Regions from separate parts of the Rattus norvegicus genome. Here region 1 is linked to region 2. Evidence: chromatin contacts called from public Hi-C data. All regions are on one chromosome and are shown on one strand. The core of a region is the stretch at or near the end of the contact, and the rest is flanking DNA. Distances in the headings are between cores, read along the strand shown.

Region 1 (4,342 bases), core at 426-2,925, 270 kb after region 2:
AAAACAGGCTAAACCAACCTGACCAAGCCCCTTCCTCCCCTCAGCCCCAACATAGTAACCTGTACAGTTAAAAAACCTGGGCCTGTGGTCAGTTCATCATCTGGCCCAGGTGAGTTAATAACCGTGCCTCAGTCACCACCCCCATGACGTAGATAGCAGTGAAATCACCTCTCACACGTTACTTTAAGGATTAGAACGGACCTAGTGCTTAACCTCGGACCTGCCACGTGAGCCTCTGTGAAGGCCGCCAGAGTCAAGTTCTGAGGGGCCTGTTCCTTCCTATCCCACAGCAGGACTTGGTTTTAAAGACTTGATGAGATTCAACTGCTTAGGACCACCTGGCCTAGCCCCGACCCCATCTTATCAGTGAAGCAAATGCAGGGTTTGGGGGAAGCTGGAGTAAGCACAATGGAGTGGGAGAAGAGATGGGGGCAGGCAGAACCACTCTGACTTCCAGGCCTGCTCAGTCTGGGAAATGAGCAGATGGTTTGGAGAGCAGGGATCAAGGCTTAGGTTGGACCCAAGCAAGAACTATGAGTCCTTACAGCAAGACACCCTCCTGGCCCAGCCTAATGGTCTCAAGGTAGAGCCTAGAAACCAAGGCCCTCGGCTTCCTAGCCTCTCCTTCTCCTCATGTACTCTTATGAGGATGCTGGCCCTCTGCCTAGGAGCCTTCAGCACCCCTGGATAGTCTACAACACATAGAATACCCAGAGGTCTCTAACACGGAGGAAGCTTTAGGACAGCAGTCCTGTTCTCTGTCATAGCGATTAGCAGTCCATAGGGTGGGGCTGGAGTCAGATGGAGGGGCAGCTTTGGGCCAGAGGGAAGGATGTGTGGATGCTAGGTGTACTGGGATATCGGGGTCTGCATGTACCATGTCCCGTCTTGGGTTTAAGCACCTGGAGAACCTCACCACAGACGCCTGCCCTATGTGACTGATACCCTACCATTTCTCAACTCTATCGTTGTGGTTTTTTTTCCCCTGTAGAATTCTTCAGAAATTCCACTACCTGCTCAACCCCAAACAAGTTTTCAACCTGGACAAAGGGGGGCCTACGCCAGGGTATGGACCTCAGTCTTCACTCTGCCCTGCCTCGGTCTCTGAAGAAAACATCTTCCTTTGCCACCTTTGAAATCTCCTGGCTTTCTCTGCCTGCCATCTTTCTTTCCCACTCCTCACCTTGGCCCTGGTTCTTGTTTGGGAACTTGCCCCGTGTACCTTGTCACTGAAGGAGGTGTTGATGTCAGGGGGAAACTATGACCCAGTCATGGGACAGACAGGGAGGTCACACTGGCGACTTACTTTGACCTACTTGCAAGGCTCTTAGCTGATATCGTCATAGTGCTTTTTTTTTTTTTTTTTTTTTTTTTCGGAGCTGGGGACCGAATCCAGGACCTTGCGCTTCCTAGGTAAGCGCTCTACCACTGAGCTAAATCCCCAGCCCCCCGTCATAGTGCTTTTAATGCTGTCTCTCTGTGGATCAACACAGTCACTCCAAGTCTGTCACGTCTTCTGCCACAGGAGCATTTCCGTCATCGAAACTGTTCCCTGAGTTACCCAGTTTTGTGGAGGTTACACACCTCCCGACCCTTCTCCCACCTCCCTTCTCCCTAGCAAGCCGGGAAGAGCTGTTAGAGGGGAGGAGACAGGACCTAGGAGGATGGTCTGAAGGTCTGGTGGGTGGAGCTTGTCTTCAGCATCGGAAATTATTCCCTCAATGGCCTTGAAGGCATCTACCCAGTCGGAGGTGGTGCCCTAGCGCCACCTGCTGGCAGCTCTGCCAGCACCATCTTCCAGGTCTGGTCGGGGCTTTCACACCTCCTGACCTGCATTTCTACTCTAGAGTCACTGAGATTCCTCAGAGAGGGCTGGAGTAAGGTGTCTAAAAATGGAACCTGTCCCTGTCTTTCCGTTGTCTGGCACGGGGGTTATTTATAGAATCGGAAGCACAAGATCCAGTTAAAAGGAGAACGACAGACAGGTGCACATTCACCGATCTGTAAAATTCACTTCAGAAGTCGGGCCAGACTCCTGTAGTTGCCATGACAGCCAGGTGTGTGCCGGTTACTGCCCGATAGTGGTGTACCAGAACACCAAGTACCTTCTGGGCCCCGCTCTCCTTGGGGATTTCAGTAGCACAGCCTTCCCAGCCTTCCATTGGTTTCCGGTGAATGACAAGCTCGGAGCCTACTTCCAGAACTGAAGACCCCAGGGCATCTTCACTGTTCCTGTCCATCCAGCTGATGCGAGCCTCTGTTCAGAATGTACGGCCTGTGGAAGGGAGAGATAATGACTTGTCAATAGGCATCCGTGCTCAGAGCACCCCGGGGACTTCTCAGACGATCTGGCTGGGAAGAGAGATGTACAGGCCTTGGGATTCCTAAATGGCACTTCAAGGTGTCGACTGGTCGGTCACATTTTCTCCAAAGCAAGGGCTCTTGACTTTTTCTGCCAGGGACTCCTGTCACAATCGGGTAGAATATGAGCTCCATCTAAAATAATATTTTCCAAAGCGTAATAGGAGATAACGTCATTTCCAGTGGAGCTAATTATGTTGAGAGGTAGTTACCCAAGACTAAAGAGACAAATTTGCGGTATGTAAGTGAGTGTCTTCTGACAACCCGTTAAGCAACAGTACCCATAATCAGGTTAAATGATGACTGCAAACTGAAAACCACAAGCTACAGAAATGACAGCACGTGGCCTGCGGTACGGCTGTACTGAGGTGTCGCAATAGCTGTGGTGTTCACTGTGACAAAAAGTTGCAGGTGCAATCGAAGCCTCTGTGGTCTGTTATCCATACTCAGGTAGAGGTTTGAGAAGATATCAGGGTAACATTTTCTCTTCCAAGTTCACGAACCTCTGAATTATATCCACAGACCCCCTGGAAGGTCAGTGGACCCCAGGTCCTGCTCTACCAGATCCGTGCTTCCAAAGAAGAGGGGGTCTCCCTCCCCTCGGCAGGGGGCCCTCAGGGGACCCAAACAATTAAATGGATCTCTCTTAAAGAGGTGGTATTAAAGACAGCAGTCAGGAGAGCCTGAGGGGAGTCAAAATATTAGGGATGCTTTGTGTTGATGCCAAAATGTGAAAACTGGGAATTCACAAAAATGGTTTTCTGCATGCTGGTTGTTCGGTCAGACTCTTCTCCTGTTAGGAAGTGAGCACCCCACGTACACATAAGTACACCACTGATTTTCTCCATAGTTGGGAGCACCACATAGTCAATTCTGGTTCCAGAGGCTGTGACTCTTCCAACCCCCAGGGAGGACCGACTCAGAAGTAATGCGTGCTAAGGCTGTAATGTAGTTCATTCGTAGTTTGTTTAGTATCTGCGGGGAACCAGGGTTCAATCCCCAACACCACACACACTGCACACGTTATCAAGTATCAAGTGTTAGTCACCTAATAACAAGACCACTGTGGCCTTTCTTCTTCCCAGATTGAACTTCTTTCAGGATACCCCGGACTTCCGTGTTCTTGCCTGTGGCGGAGATGGGACAGTTGGCTGGATTTTGGATTGCATTGGTAAGGATGGCCAGGAAGGCCTTTACTCGTTATTTATAGTGAGTAGATTTAAAGTCAGCGGAAGGCAATGAACTAAAGAAGGAACAGAGTCATGCTTTCTCCATCTGGGGGCCCACCCTTGTTGGACTCTTGCTTGTTTAGGTCTCTGGGGTTGAAGAGTTTTCATTGTAGACTTGGTCTTTAAAAACATGTATGTCACAGGCACAGCTGGACCATAGCAGAACCAGATGTATTGGACTGGAGATCCAGGTGGAGCCAGGGTGATGTTAAGGAAAGGCCAAGAAGCTAAGCATGGCAGATCTGCTAGAGAGGAACGCCTGGAGCACAAGTCCAGAAAGCACATCTGGAAAGCGCAGATCAGTGCAAGCAGAGAGACACCATGCTGAGCTGTGTCCTGTGTGGAAAAGGCAAGGGAGTAGGCTGGAAGGCTGGGGGCCTTAGGTCTAGCCTAGCCCTGCCTGGATCCAGAAAGTGATATTTGGGGATGGGGTGTAGTTAAGATATAAGCCCTGCTGAACCAAGGTAAAGTCTGCAATATAGAACACAGAGGCAGGAAATCTGCCAGTGAAGGCACTGGGGTGGGCAGGCGTCAAAGAGGGACAGAATCAGAGCCATGAGTCCAGGGCTGCTTCAGACCATCTGTCAGCCATTACACAAATGCTGCCTTGAACCTCTGTGGGCCAAGCCCTTTTGGGGTTAACTGGAGATGCCAACAAGGAACGAAGAGGCAAAATTACTGCCCTAATGGAGCCTACCTTCTAGAGCCATGGTTCTCAACCTGTAGGTCATGATCCCTTTGGGGATCAAATG
Region 2 (4,854 bases), core at 1,298-3,797:
GTGAGGAGGAACGGAGAATGGTGTCTGCTCAAGCCTGTTGGAAAGGCATCCTTGCTACCCACGAGACCTCAAGCTTCTCTCTCTCCAAGAGCTTCTGCTGGTTCCTTTCTGTACTCACTTCTGACTTTCATAAAAGCACCTTACTGTGGAAGGTCAGAAGGTCACGTGTTGTGCGGAAATGGAACAGTGGGCAGGGCAGCTCTGTGTGTACGTTAGTGTCTCGGTGACCAAGTGCAGACTCACAACCGACTTCATATTTTAGCTTGTACGATGAAAGGGGTTTGTCCTAGCTAAAAACGCTAGCCAGGTGTGGTGGTACACGCCTGTAATCCCGGGGCTCAGCAGGAGAGGCAGGCAGATCTCTTTGAGTTCCAGGCTAGCCTGGTCTACATGGTGAGGACCTTGTGTCTCAAACACACACACATACACACATGCACACACACATGCACACGCACAAGAAAGGAAGGAAAAGAAATGAAAAAATTGTTACATGGTTCTTTGAAGCTAATTAGAAGGAAATCGCTACTCTCTTTTTTAAAAAGAGTGACAGAATGGTCTGTTGGCATATAACTATAGCACAGGTAGTTTTATAAAATAGTATTTTAGGCCTTAAAGTATAAAACACAGGAAATTGTATAATTTTTTTTTACTTTCTGCTTCAAATTTCAATAAACTCTAAAAAGTAATTTTTCTCCTTTTGTTAAAAAGATGTTTTACTTTTAACTTTAATGAAAGGTGTCTGTTGTTATTCTGTTACTGTGCCAGACTTGGTTTATATGGCTGTGAAGCCCTGTCCTTTAAGACAGCGAGAGAGATGAGCCAGTCACTCTCGCAGGTCATTTAACTACTAGTTATCCTCACAGCGCAGCACTCTTAGTTCTCAAGTAAAATAAACTCTCTTCCTGCTTGTTAAGCCTTCGAAGCTTTGGTAGTTTTTACTTTAGCATGAAATTGGAATAAACAAAGTATGAAGAACCAGAGGGGATGGCATGACAGGATTTAAAGTGCATACAATTGAGGAAGCAAATGCATTCCGTGGTTTATTTGCTTCTTGGTAATCTACATGTCAAAGCACATTTTAAAAGATTTATTTTTATTATTAAGTACATATGTGTATATATGTGAGTATGTGCCTGCATGTGAGCGTGTGTGTGTGTGTGTGTGTGTGTGTGTGTGTGTGTGTGTGTGTCCACTGGTGGATGCTAAAGGAGGCCGAATGAGTCAGGTCTCCAGGAGCTGGGACTGGAGCTGGGAGCTACTCTGGGCGGGGCTGCTGTTAGACTGACGTCCAATCCTCTACAAAAGCAGGAAGCGCTGCTAACTGCTGAGCCCCTCCAGCCCCTAGAGTTGCCCTTCCTAAGCGGAACACTCTTGTGTACTACATTCGTAAAGATACCCGTTGGAGATTTGTTAGTGGAAAGGTGAAGTTGGACTTCGAAGAAGACTGAGCTTGGCTGGGAAAGTTTAAAAGGGGGAAGAGCTGACATGGTGTTTCTCTGAGTTTATTGTACAAAGTCTTCATCTTATTCCCAAAGTTAGAGATGAAACTTTTGCTTGAGAAGATCCCAGTGTGACAGGCAGAGAGCGTCTGGCTCAGAAAGTTCTGGAGTCTCAAGGCAGCTTTCTGCCCCTGTGTACATGGCACTGTGTGAGTCTCCCTAATTGAAAGACATTTGCAATGATAAGTGAGTTGACCTTGGTGAGGCAAACTCGTGATTCCTGAAGCAGGACGATTGCCATGAACTTGAAGGTAGCCTCAGCTGCACAGTGGGTTCCAGGCCAGCAGTGATACATAACATAGTAAGACTCTTAAGAAAAGAAGAAAGGAGGGAGGGAGGGGGAGGGGAGGGAGAGGGGAGGGAAGGAGGAAGGAAAGGTTAGGCCGTTGAACCCTATGTGCTGTGAGTAGAGTGCCCAGGTGTTACATTTGCCACACTCAGTCTTCTCCTTCAAAGCTTGAGAGGAAGTTGGTGACATTATCTTATTCCTAAACATATCAGCATGCATTTGCCGAAAGCAGACATCTTTCCTAGTTTTATGGCAGTAATCAAATTGGAGCCAAACACTGATACACCTAACATAATCCACATTTAAAACATTTAAATGTTTTGGGGGACTCCCAACCCCCCGCCAAAGGTGAGCCTTCTTGACTCTTAGTTCTTAGTGAATTTGCTTACCCAGAAGTAGAGGGTGGTCTTTGGCTTCTTCTGAAGGCTCTCTGTTGAAGGATAAAAAGACGTTAGGAATGTCCAAGAGGTCGTTGGCTGAGGAAAACAAACTGCACAGAGAAAGACCTGTTTTTGAACCTTTAAAACTTTTGGCTGGGTTTTTGGTGCCTTGATTCAGCAAAGTGTACAATGCAGCAGGGCTGGGTGAGCACTAAAGGGACCACGGCGCTCTCCTTTATTTCATAATCCCAATTGTTTTTCTAGCAACCATCAATAGACTCTAAATGACTGACTCAAATTTTGGATCCAATTCTCATGACTAAGCAGATGTTTGACTTGAAGCCACTCCATATAAATGTCCCCGTGCCTGTAACCCCAGAGCTGCCCTGAATCTCTCTCAGTAGTGCGGGAGTCAACCTCTGCACTTACAATGTCTAAAACCGGAGCCAAGGTAAGCAACTGCCACAGAGACCTTTTAGCTAACCTGCTTCTCATCCAGTGGCTCGCTCATAGCACAGCTTTCGCTTCCTTGCCCTGAGGTGAGTAAGCTAACGCTTGAGGGCCAGGGCCGGGGAGAGAAGATGGAGAAGAGCTTGTTTCTAGTCTAACAGAATCATCTAACACCGCGTTAAAGATTTACCATTAGCGATGGGTGCTGCACTAGGCCCTATGTGAACCGTCACGATGGCTGCCGTCCAGCAACGGGGGATGTAACTCTCTTCAGGAATAGCGAAGACTGCAGTAGAAAGCATCAGTAGTCAGCATTCTGTTGTCCGTAACTTAGCCTCACGCGTTACCGGTCCAAAAGGCCGGTCCAGTGAACTAAATCTTAAAATACTTCATTCAAGTGGTTCTTGTGTCCAGGCAGAATCTTTACCAACATTCGACCCAACAGTTTGATGGCTCAGGTGGTTTGCTTCTGTAGTCATCAATGACTCTGAAGGGCAGAGTCATTGCACTGCCTGATCTCCACGCAGGGCCCCTCCAACTCTTCGCTTTGAAAACATTTAGACTTGCTAACCTTGGAAGACTTAAGAAAATGCTCAGTGAATCCAGTTGTTAATGTTCGGCTCTATTTGATGTCTATTGTACCATTGGAAAAGTAGCTGACTTCATTGCATGGATGACGGACATCTAAATGTGTTTTTCTGAAAGACAGTTTTTCCCTCCTTGAAAAAATAGGTCCCCGACATTCAAATCATACTTCGTCTCTCCAGTTGACCCCATAAACATGTGTGACAGAGTATGTTACGGTCACGTGGCACGTGCAGTTAGGTGATTGTCTTTGCTCCCCGTCTTCCCCTCCTTGAGCCCAGACAGCAGCATCTTTGGCTTTTGTTGTTACTGAGACATGAACGCTTTTCAAGGCTCAAGCCATGCGTGCTGTGGTAACTCCCATCTAGATTGTCTTATGGTTTCCTCATTTAGACTGAGACTAGCAAGAAGTTATGTAAGCGACAGTGTATGCTCTCCAGTCACGGTGTCCAGAGGTGGCTGTTAACCTAAGGTTCTGTGGTTGACGAGTGCCTGAGTGCTTTTTCCTCAGTTGACAGACAGAGCAAACATGCACCCAGACAGATGTCCAGTGTTGTAATCACTTAGGTCCCACGGAGAAGTCTGCAGAGACACAGACATCATGTAAATAAACTCGTTCTTTCTCCTTGTTCTTCCTTTCTTGTCACCGGATTAATCCGAGGCACTGGGGGCTCTGCAAAAGCAACAGGGTTTGTTAAGTATGTTTTCATTAACCACTGGGAAAAATCGAGATATTTTTCTTTCTGCTTGGTAGGCTATTTTTGAAAAATAAATGTGACAGGAATTTCGTAGTAATTTCTAGGAAAACAACACTTTTTTTTCTCTTCTAAGTTTTATGTGAGAGGACCACAGCCTATCCATTGGCTACAGAATGGGCAGCTTTCACATTTCCTTCATAAGTAGGAATTGTGCATAGACGGGGCAGTGTCTTCAGACACTCCAGAAGAGGGCACTGGATCCCCTTTCAAGAGGTTGTGAGCCAACATGTAGTTACTGGGATTTGAACTCAGGACCTCTGGAAGAGCAGCCAGTGCTCTTAACTGCTGAGCCATGTCCAGCCCGATCACAGATATCTTATATATCTTTTCTTTTCCTTACAATTCACAACAGTAGCAGAATTACAGTTACGAAGTAGCAACAAGAATTTCATGGTTGAAGGTCACCACAACATGAGGAACTGTATTAAATGTTCAGAGCATTAGGAAGGTTGACAACCAGTATCTTCTCCACATGGAATTCTTCCCCACCCAGAAATATGACTCTCCCTTCCCAACATCCATTTAAGTGCCCGTAGCTCCTCCAGCCTGGCAAAACCCCCTTCTTATTGACAACTTCAAGTCAAGTGTTAAACTGTACACTTGACTGCCATTTTACCCTCAGCCTGCCCTCTGTAGAAAGACACTTTTACCTTGCTTTACAGATTAGGAAGGCTCCATGATCCTCTGTTCAAAGTCACTTGAGCTGTGCTGGAATTTTTTTTCCCTCTCATTTGTAAGCAGGTATCCTATACCTCTAACTCTGCTGTGCTAAAATGAGAGGGAGGGAGTAGAAAAACAAAATTGAAGCGAGGAAATGAAATAATGTGGGGTGTGTGTGTTTTGTTTTGTTGGTGTGTGTGGGTGTGTGTGTGTGTGATTTTGTTTTGTTGGTT

Evidence for each region. Hi-C and Micro-C count contacts between places; a contact is called where the count stands out from the background.
Region 1: a Hi-C map of kidney shows a contact between it and region 2, with 5 times the contacts expected there. The contact joins the enhancer-like site here to the promoter of Crygs in region 2. A contact is called at or near these places in 12 of 12 Hi-C or Micro-C datasets (the A7r5 cell line, the Rat2 cell line, Schwann cells and 7 more).

What each region holds. Positions count from the first base shown.
Region 1 is chr11:91,981,311-91,985,652 of GRCr8, forward strand. It overlaps Dgkg (diacylglycerol kinase, gamma), which reads left to right. Exons shown (of 25, transcript NM_013126.2): 16 at 992-1,066; 17 at 3,447-3,532. Among named protein-coding and RNA genes, the nearest start is that of Dgkg, 94 kb to the left of the region's middle. Within about 2 kb of position 1,676, at least 12 of the 93 cell types and tissues checked have an H3K27ac peak or open chromatin away from gene starts, as enhancers often do. A contact at or near this core is called in kidney, where this site is marked.
Region 2 is chr11:91,709,208-91,714,061 of GRCr8, forward strand. It overlaps Crygs (crystallin, gamma S), which reads left to right and starts at 2,548. Exons shown (of 3, transcript NM_001109553.1): 1 at 2,548-2,619. The coding sequence starts at 2,599. It overlaps Tbccd1 (TBCC domain containing 1), which reads left to right. Exons shown (of 9, transcript NM_001012016.1): 9 at 1-156. The coding sequence ends at 4.